Linked DNA regions of Sorghum bicolor: region 1 is linked to region 2. Evidence: chromatin contacts called from public HiCAR-type data. All regions are on one chromosome and are shown on one strand. Each heading gives the region's core, a stretch centred on a gene start, on an enhancer-like site or on the middle of the called end of the contact. The rest is flanking DNA. Distances are from core to core; before and after follow the strand shown.

Evidence for each region. HiCAR-type assays count read pairs that join an accessible place to other places.
Region 1: a HiCAR-type map of leaf shows a contact between it and region 2, with 2.2 times the contacts expected there. The contact joins the promoter of LOC8058563 here to the promoter of LOC8058562 in region 2. A contact is called at or near these places in 1 of 4 Hi-C or Micro-C datasets (leaf) and 1 of 1 datasets of contacts at active chromatin or transcription factors (leaf).

The regions. Positions count from the first base shown.
Region 1 is chr5:3,843,460-3,848,566 of Sorghum_bicolor_NCBIv3, forward strand. It overlaps LOC8058563 (lysosomal Pro-X carboxypeptidase), which reads right to left and starts at 3,474. Exons shown (of 6, transcript XM_002450258.2): 1 at 2,653-3,474; 2 at 2,339-2,451; 3 at 1,667-2,174; 4 at 1,379-1,458; 5 at 1,180-1,229; 6 at 695-1,028. The coding sequence starts at 3,429. The coding sequence ends at 895.
Region 2 is chr5:3,808,041-3,812,618 of Sorghum_bicolor_NCBIv3, forward strand. It overlaps LOC8058562 (cationic amino acid transporter 6, chloroplastic), which reads left to right and starts at 2,923. Exons shown (of 5, transcript XM_002448972.2): 1 at 2,923-3,431. The coding sequence starts at 2,999.

The DNA of each region.
Region 1 (5,107 bases), core at 2,224-4,723, 36 kb after region 2:
TTTTTTCAAATGGTTGTAAATAGAGAGATATTTTGTAGCATTTTCAAGGTAGATAAAAGATAAGGGATAGATTTTATAGTTGTGTTCAGCTAGATATGTTATAGCTTTTTCACAACACATAGTTTTTTCCACATTTCATAGCTCGATCACAATAATTTTTCCGTACCTCATAGCTAAACCAAACATACCCTAAATTGTAAGCTGTTTTTTTTCAGCAAAATTATAAGCCTTTTTATCAACTGCTCACATGTGCCGTGCCGCCACTTGTGACTTTGCGTGTGAGATCCCACGTGTCTCTATGGCAAAAGAGATAACAACTTTCATCCAGATGTGGCGTCTGCATGCTTGCAAACAGAAACTTCCTAACTTTTTTAAGCAACGCTGTTTCTGACCAATCTACCAAACAGGGGCCTCTAAGTCGTGTCGTCTTAGACACCCAAACAACATGATATCATGAGGGCACTCACAATACAAGACTCTATCACAGAGTCCAAGACAATTAATTACATGTTATTTATGGTATTTTGCTGATGTGGCAGCATATTTATTGAAGAAAGTGGTAGAAAAAATAAGACTCCAAGTCTTATTTAGACTCTAAGTCCACATTGTTCAAGGTAATAAATAACTTTAGACTCTATGATAGAGTCTGCATTGTGAGTGCCCTGATACTTTGCATTGGAAGATGCATGTGTTATTTCTCTGCAAATCTATTAATGGCTCTTGATCCGATATGACAGTCTGAGAAATAAACCACCTATATAGCAAACTAAAACGAGATTATATGCATCTGGATGACTAGCCTGCCTAATCTACTAGTCTACGTGACAGTAATAATTAATCTATCAAAGAACACGAGGAGCTGATTGAGGAAAAAGAAAACAATAAAAAGCTTCTTCAGGTTGCAATGCCCTCGTCACTGTAGTATTGCTTGAGCCAGCGCGCTATGATCCTCGTCTCCTTCACCCGCACCTTCTTCAGCCACTCTGGGTCCTCCTTGCTCGAGAATCTCAAATCCACGTGGTGTGCCCCTGCATGTACACCATATGTTTTAAACAAGTTTATCTTAGACAGACAAAACAGAAGTTTATCTTAACTAGACAGACAAAATATATACATGCATGCATGGTGGAATATATTACAGGGAAGACAAGAAGTTGTCAATAAAAATTGCTCACTGACCTTTGGGCTCCACCAACGCAATGATGCTGTCAGAGATGCTCTTCAGTACGCTGTGAGTAGCCAAAAGTAAAAACAAAAATGTAAACACGTCTGCTTTTTTATGACAGTTTACTAAGCTTGACCGAGCCATATATATTTTCCTCGGCAAATTTTCTTTGAATCCATTTTTAAGCTGGAAAAAAAATTCGGCCCATATTACCCTCCAGTGCTCCACGGATCCCGCAGCCCGTTGAAGAAGATGATATTACTAGCAGATTTCTTCAGAACATTCGCAATATCCTGAAACAGAGAAAACCATTTTTTTACGAATTTTTTTTTTGACAAAAAGTAAAGAAATCCCAACAAGCCCAAAACCAGCCCAATCATCATGCATCGAGCCCGCCATTTCCAGCGACCAGCAATTGAGCCCAGCCCAATAGACGGCCCAGCCCAGTAGGAAATAAACTAGGAATCCCGCCGCCGCCGCCGCCGCCGCGCCGCCACTTACGTATCCGCCGAACTCGGTCTCGATCCAGAACGGTCGGGGCGGCAGCCCGGTGACGTTCCGGCAGTCGTCGACGACCTCGGTGAAGTTGAAGGGCGCCGGCTGCAGCACGGTGCCATCGCGGACGCCGTACGCCATCACCATCACCTCCGTGCACGCCTGCCAGTTCCACCCGTCGTACAGGCCGTAGGGGTCGTCGTCCTCCTCGGCGCGGAAGCACGCCGCGCCGCCCGTGTGGTTGTAGTACACGTTCATGGCGTCCCGGACCTGCTCGGACAGCAGCAGCAGGGCCGTGCTGCTGCTGCTGTTGTTGCCGTCGTCGTTGCCGGAGCCGGAGGTGGAGGTCGACGCCGCCGCCTGCTGGTGGCGGGCGTCGATGGCGCGGCACATCGCGCGGACTGGGTACGCCGGCAGCGGCGTCAGGAACCCCGACGTCGTCGGGTAGTCTGTCATCGCCGCCTCCACCATCGCGTTCTCCAGTAGAGACGGGATGTCCCACACGCTGCTTCCACTGCATATGCATGGATCGATGTGTGTATAGATGCGTGATCATCAGCAGACAGATCGATATCGATCGTATAATAATTTCATCAATTTGATCGGAATTAATCCAGTGTTGTTTTGTATGAAATTCGTGCAAAATTCTTGCTTGATTAGTTTTGAGCACACACTCACTTGCACATGTTGAATGTACGTCTCAGCTGTGCCTGGCCTTCCTTGGTTGCGAGCGCATCGTCGAGCACGTCCCACGACTTCCGAAGCACGTCGTAGCAGTTCTTGCTCTCGCTCTAATCGCACACAATTATTAAATAAAACAAGAACATGAATCAATGGTGCATGCAAATTTCGCGCGCGCGCGCGCGCGCGTGTATATATATATATATATATATATATATATATATATATATATATATATATATATATATATATATATATATATATGAGAGAGAGAGATAGAGAGAGAGACACACACACACTTGAGTGCATACCTTGTAGTCGTCGTTGATGCGGTCGTAGAACGCGTAGGGATCGACGATGCCATAGAAGCTAAGGATGGGCGCGGACGACGCGACGGCGCCCATGACAACATGCGGATACTTGAGGCGCATCCACGCCGCCAGCATGCCGCCGTAGGATCCGCCGAAGACGACGACGGGCGCCGCCGGCACGCTGAGGTTGGCCTTGAGGCTGAGCACGAACGAGGCGTAGTCGGCGAGCGCCTGCGTGACGGTGAGGTAGCCCTTGGTGGCGGCGTCCCGGAACGCGGCCTCCCTGGTGCCGCCGAACGGCATGGACTCGCCGTAGTAGCGGTGCTCGACGAAGACGAGCATGGCGCGGAACCGCGGCGCGGCCTCCCACATGAACCCGGTGTTGTTGGTGAACAGGTCGATGTCGCCCTCGTTGCCGGCGTAGAGGAAGATGGGCGCCGTCCGGCTCCGGCCGCCCCAGAACGTGTCGTTGATGAGGTACCGCTGCTGGAACGTCGCGTAGCTTGAAGGCAGCGAGTTGAAGTGGTCCAGCCGCTGCGTGTACCGCCGCGTCTCGTACTGCACCGCCGGCGGCACGGAGGAGGAGGAGGAGGCGGCGTCGTCCCCTGCGCGCGGTACCTGCAGCGATGTGGCGTAGTGGCGGCGGGTGGCCAGCGTCGGCGGTGGCCGCCGCCTGGTGACACGGCGGCGGCCCACTCCGGCGGCTGCTGCTGCTGTTGCGGCTGTTTGGAGTGACAGGAGAAGGAAGACGGCGGCGATGATGATGGCTCTCTCCATGATATTGCAGATTGATTGACTTGTGGAGAATTGGAGTACTCAATCTGCTATAGGAGAGAATACTGCCACTATATATATATATATATATATATATATATATATATATATATATATATATATATATATATATATATATATATATAGTAACTGACGTGCTTGGAAGTTGGAACTAACTAACTGCCGATTTGACCAGGCGGGGATCTGGCTAGTAAAGGGATATACAGTAGTTAACTAACTGCTGCATCGAACCGCCTCTGTCAAGAATGGTGGCGGCGCATGCGAAGTGGAGAACGCATCTCCTGCTACGTTGCATGCCCACATGCAATGCAAAGCTATACTATAATCACGCAGCTGGCTCTCTGTGCTCTTCCCCCCCACATCCACATCGATTTCTTCCACCAAATAATTGGAAATTTGGTAATGAATACGTTGCCCCACGCGCATATATTTCTGTCAGCATCGGCAAGGCATCGGGACAGAACGTGCATGGTCACCAGCGGGAGCGACGCCGATTCCGACGCGGTGACCACGAACCAGCACGCAGCCAAGGTGCGACGGGGTGATCATGCCAGGCGCATAAGTGTGCGGTTCAGCGGGCAATAGTGGGCGTGAGCCGGAGGCATCCACAACTGCGTCTGTGTGGCTTCACGCGGGCCAACGGCCTTGTATAAATTGCGAGTGAGTGACGGAAAAGAAGATAGCAAACACAATTTGTTATCTAATGAATTCATCTACTTCCTAACCAAGTTGCAGTTCTTGCTTCACCTACCCCTGATTCTGCCTATTCCCCTTCCAATCTGTTAACAATTTCATCCGTGCGTGAGAATGCTGCCCAGTACTTTCTCACGAATGACTATCAATCCAGTACTTTGTGTTGGCACTGAAAAGGTAATATTTCGTTGCAACACATGGGTACGATTCTAGTATAGTTATTAAATTCCAACCTACACAACTTTATGCCACTATGTAAATATGAGTTCATACGAGTCATATACATTGTTTCGAGTCATATTATGCATCGGATGTGCAGCTTTTGGCCCGCTCATGTTCCACGGTAGCAGACCCGCAAGTCCAACTTGATTTCAGTCCACCAACGAGGATCTGCCAACTTCTTTGACCTTTTTTTTTTTTTGAGACAGGGCTCTAGATTAATAGAGGCGGTTACGTCTCTATAAATGTCAGGCAGGTTTTAGGCAAGCGCCAGCCTCTTTTCGTTATTTTATACTCTTATAAAACTAAACCCCATTAGACATTTCTCTCAACATACAAGCTATCCACATCATCAATCCACTAAAACTTGTGATTATAATCAACTAACACATATAATTATGATAAGTCATCTCTTCATCTACTAACATGCATTTAGCTGGTTCATATTGATGTGTCAAACCATTCAAAAAAATTAATTTAAGATAATTTTATTCATATAACTATAAATGTAAATAGTCTATTTTTTTAAAAAAACTATCTAAAATTTCCACAGCAACGCGCGAGATATTCTCCTAGTTTATAATAAAAACAAACATAGGTTATCTCTGTTAAATAATTATTTATAAAGGCGGTTGTATCAAGATATACAATATGGCTCTATTAATTAATAATTAATTAAGGTGGACTTTTTTAAAATAGCTCCTCTAAAAATGGCTACTAATAGAGCCGATGTAACACCCAAAAATTT
Region 2 (4,578 bases), core at 1,673-4,172:
GGGCCTGATAACACACACATCTATTTCCGTACGTACTACCTTCTTTTTCCCTGATTTGTAGAATTTGTGTCCAATGATTCGTCCTTGCAATTTGACCGACCAATGACTAAAAAGCACATGAATGTTGCCCTATGTAGTACTCCTTCTATATCTGAAATTCTTGACGTCTAAGATATGATTGTGGTATTTTTCCTCCTTTACTTTTATTAATTTGGTCTACAGATGCAATTTTTTAAAGAAAGTTATGTAGTTTAGACGGTTAGTGCGTGGCTGCAGAGGAGTACTCCCAAATTTTTCTAAATGTGCGTTAAAATAACAGAGGAGTACTCCCTCCATATCCGTAAAAGCTATGCAAAAACTAAGAAAAAAAAGGCATAGACTTGCATGGCTTGGAAATGCCAACCACGCACTAACCGTAAAAGCTATGCAAAAACTAAGAAAAAAAGGCATAGACGCACATTTTATGCTAATCACCTTGTCAGTTTTTTTTTTTTTTTTTTGCAAACAAGATTCTTAGATCTTGAATATAGGACGAGACCAGATTAAATGTAGCCCCTCTCGGGCCATAAAACATCACTAGGGTCTGAAAACCAAAAACTTTTTAAGATTTCCCGTCACATCAAATCTTGGAGCACATGCATGAAGCATTAGATATAAGATGAAAATAAAAACTAATTGGACAGTTTGCCTGTAAATCACGAGATAAATCTTTTGAGCCTAGTTATTAATCTATGATTGAATAATGTTTGTCAAATAAAAATGAAAATGCTACAGTGCCGAAATCCGAATTTTTTTCGGGAACTAAACAAGGCCTAACTAGCCATCAGCGGATCAGCCCATCACGCGTACGTGTGCTTGTCTCTGACAGAAGTTACTACCGATGCGCAGAAAGGATATATCAGATTATCAATCCCCGTATTATCCCTATCAGATATAATATCTTATATAGCGACTGAATATCGGACATTTAATCGCTCTCAGCAACAAAAGCAAAGATAGGAACCCGTGATATATAGTACTATTTAACTATTCAGATCCACTCATAGTAATAGTTACTTCTTCTCGTTTCTGTTTAGTTTACCCTGAAAATCAAAAAAATTTCAAAATTCTTCGTCACATTGAATCTTTCGACACATGCATAAAACATTAAATATAGACGAAAATAAAAACGAATTACACAGTTTACCTGTAAATCACGAGACGAATCTTTTAATCCTAGTTATTCTATAATTGGATAATATTTGCCACAAACAAACGAAAATGCTACAGTAACAAAATCTAAAATCTTTTCCCATTAAACAAGGCCTAAAAGACTTAGAATCCATGTCAGTCATTTTTTTAACTTTGATCAATTTTATAAAAAACAATATTAATATTTGTGATATAAAATGAGTATGTTATGAAAATATATTATATCATAAATCTAAATGTATGAATTTAGTACTATAAATCTTAGTATTTTTTCTAAAAATTCAGTCAAAGTATTAAAATTTTGACTTAGAACAACTCAAGAAGTATATATTAGAGTAGTTCCAATGCTAGAAACTATATATGGTTTCTATACCTATTAATTTCTATAGATACTACATATAAAATTATGGTCCCAATGGATAGTTTCTACACAATAATTTTATATCCAATCACATTCATTCTCTCTCCATTGTTGACCAATCATATTACTTCATATCTTGGTTCTCGTGTAGACATAGTTTCTAACTTAGACTCGGTTTCCATGTTTTTTGCTCTCTCTCTTCAATAACTACCTTACCACATAAGCAAAATGCTTAAGTGGCACTACAATTAATGTCTACAGAAATTATAGAAACTATAGATCCCAAATTAAATCTTTACATCCAAAACTTTTGGCTATAAACTTTACATTCCAAATCATGAGCATCTCTAAGGGTTTTGCATAATTGAGTTGTCATTTGTTGTTGTTTACAAACTCCCAAAACAAAATGCAATGTCTAAAAATAGGCAATCTCTAAGGGTTTTGCATAATTGAGTTGGCAATTAGCCAAAGTGGACATGGCCGTGATTTTTTTTCCTTCGCGTGCGCTCGCGATCATCTTTGAGTGCGACTTTCCTTCACGTGCGTAAAGTCGTCGTCGGTTCTCGCTTTTTCCTCATAGGTTGCGCCGCCAATTCTTTCTGCTCCCCACCGCTCGTTGCAGGTGCCGCCGCAACAACTCGTATCAGACTCGTTGCAAGTGACGCTCGTGGTTTTTCTGTCGCGATGGAGTCCCTCGCGAGTTCTGCAGCGAACAACGACGATGGTGTTGCTCGTGATCGATGGACCATATATGGCGCGAAGAAAAGTCCGGGTTGCGCGGGGGACCAGGAGTCGCGCGCGATTGTCCTTTTACCAAGCCGTGCGCGGCTTGGCATATATGCCAAGTTTGCTCTCTCATTACCAAGTTGCCCAAAATGCAAACTCCAAATACAAAACCATTGGATATCTCTTTTTGTGATTTTTGGCAAATTATAATAATGCAAAGTCCAAATACAAAACCCTTGAAGATGCTCTGCTTTCCAAATTTTTTTTGTCTACAACACACAAGACACGGGTCCCTAAGCAAATTTACTTTTAGAGCTCTAAGGTCCCAAATTTCAAATCTTTACAGCCCCTGTTTAGATCCATTCTTCTATAATATGCTTATTTTTCCAAAATTTTTGGCTGTTTGGATACATTTAAATAGGGCCTTAGTAAATTGTTTGAGTTGCTCCTAATATATATATAAAAAATACACGCAGATCTCGTATATGGTACTGCTGCATTTACTGTTTTATTTATTTATTACCGGAGATGCCCTTCCCAGCGAGCTAGCCACACGAGAAAATACCACCAAACCGCCACGCCCTCCTCCGCCTATTTAAATACCGCGCGCGGCCTCCAGTCCTTGTCCTTCCACTCCCCACTATCCTCGCCTCCTCCCGTCCCGTGATCCCGTCCGTCCCTCCCGCTCCCCGAATCCCGGAGCAACCGCCGCCCGCCGCCATGGACAAGGCCGCGCTGGTGTCCGAGAGCACCGACGACGTCGGTCCCGCGGGCGGCGGCTCGTCGTCGTCGTTCTCGGGGCTGCGCGCGTACGGGCGGGCGCTGGCGCAGACGCCGCGTCGGCTGGCGCGGCGCGCGTGCGCGGCCACGGCGCCGCACGAGGAGATGAGCCGCGTGCGGGCGCGGTCGGGCACCCGGATGGCGCGCGCTCTGCGGTGGTGGGACCTCGTCGGGCTGGGGCTCGGCGGCATGGTCGGCGCCGGGGTGTTCGTCACCACGGGCCGCGCCGCGCGGCTCTACGCGGGGCCAGGGCTCGTCGTGTCCTACGCCATTGCGGGGCTCTGCGCGCTGCTCTCCGCCTTCTGCTACACCGAATTCGCCGTCGACATGCCCGTCGCCGGCGGCGCCTTCAGCTACCTCCGCGTCACCTTCGGTGAGTGAGCACGTATACTGAGCCGCACTACCGTACCGCCGCCGCCGTTGCAGAGCCACTTTTGGCGATGTCGTACTCGCCGGAATTAAAAACCTTGGCTGGGCTTTGGCATTTCCGATCGATCCATTGATCAGCTGGATGGGAGTTTTTGTTTTTTTATAGTCGCTCGATTTCGTCTGGGTTCGATCCTGTTCGTGCGATTTACGGCATTGGGGACCGAGACTGACGACATATGCTGGACTGATCATACGTTAGTTGAGAAGGATGGTTTTGTTTTCTCATTAAATATTTGATGGTTATCTCAGCCAAGTGCATACGTGCTCTCTGCTCTCTGCTTTCAGCTCGTCAAGTTGCCAAATAAAAACTACTCCTGTATATAGTACAAGTATTCATGTCTCATGTGTATGAGTGAAGCCACCTTAAAGTATCCTTGAGCTGTCCCTGTTGATTCTTTGGACGTCTCTTTTCTTTTTTGTTAAATGTTAAAAAAACTAGAGTGATTTTCTATCTCCGACACCGTATACTACCTCTCCGTCCTAGAATAAATACATTTCTAGCTATGCACTTAGACAAACGTTTGTCTAGACACATAGCTAGAAATATGTTTATTTCGTGATGGAGGGAGTCCTTGATTGTTGACACTGTTTTTGGTTCTCTCTCTTCAGAGTTTCTCTACATTTATAGAATCTATCTAAAGAAGACCAACTTTCTCTAGACCAATTTTTCCCCATTGAGATTATCAGAAACACCAGCATGAACAACAGAGGAATGAAAAAGTTTGATTGCGACTCAACAATTTTTATGAGTGACTCACACAAACATCCATATCCAAATAATGCTGGAGCCTGGAGGTCCCTTTCAGCAATCTTCAGCGGGAGGTTCGCCCTTTTGGTCCCTCCCCTCATGGGACCTGGACTTCCTTCCAAGAAAGAGCTAGATGCAGCCATATATGCCACTCGTTTTCCACAACCACTATGAAAAACTGCCCTGTCCTTAATTTGGATGCCACTCTCTGCACTCCATCCATGTAGCTAGCAACAATGGACAGCGACTGCTCCTGCTGCTAATACTACAGTAGTTAGTATATGCGTGCATCATGCATGTTTCTTCAGTCCAGTCCAGTCCATGACCAAGAAAGAACCTGCTG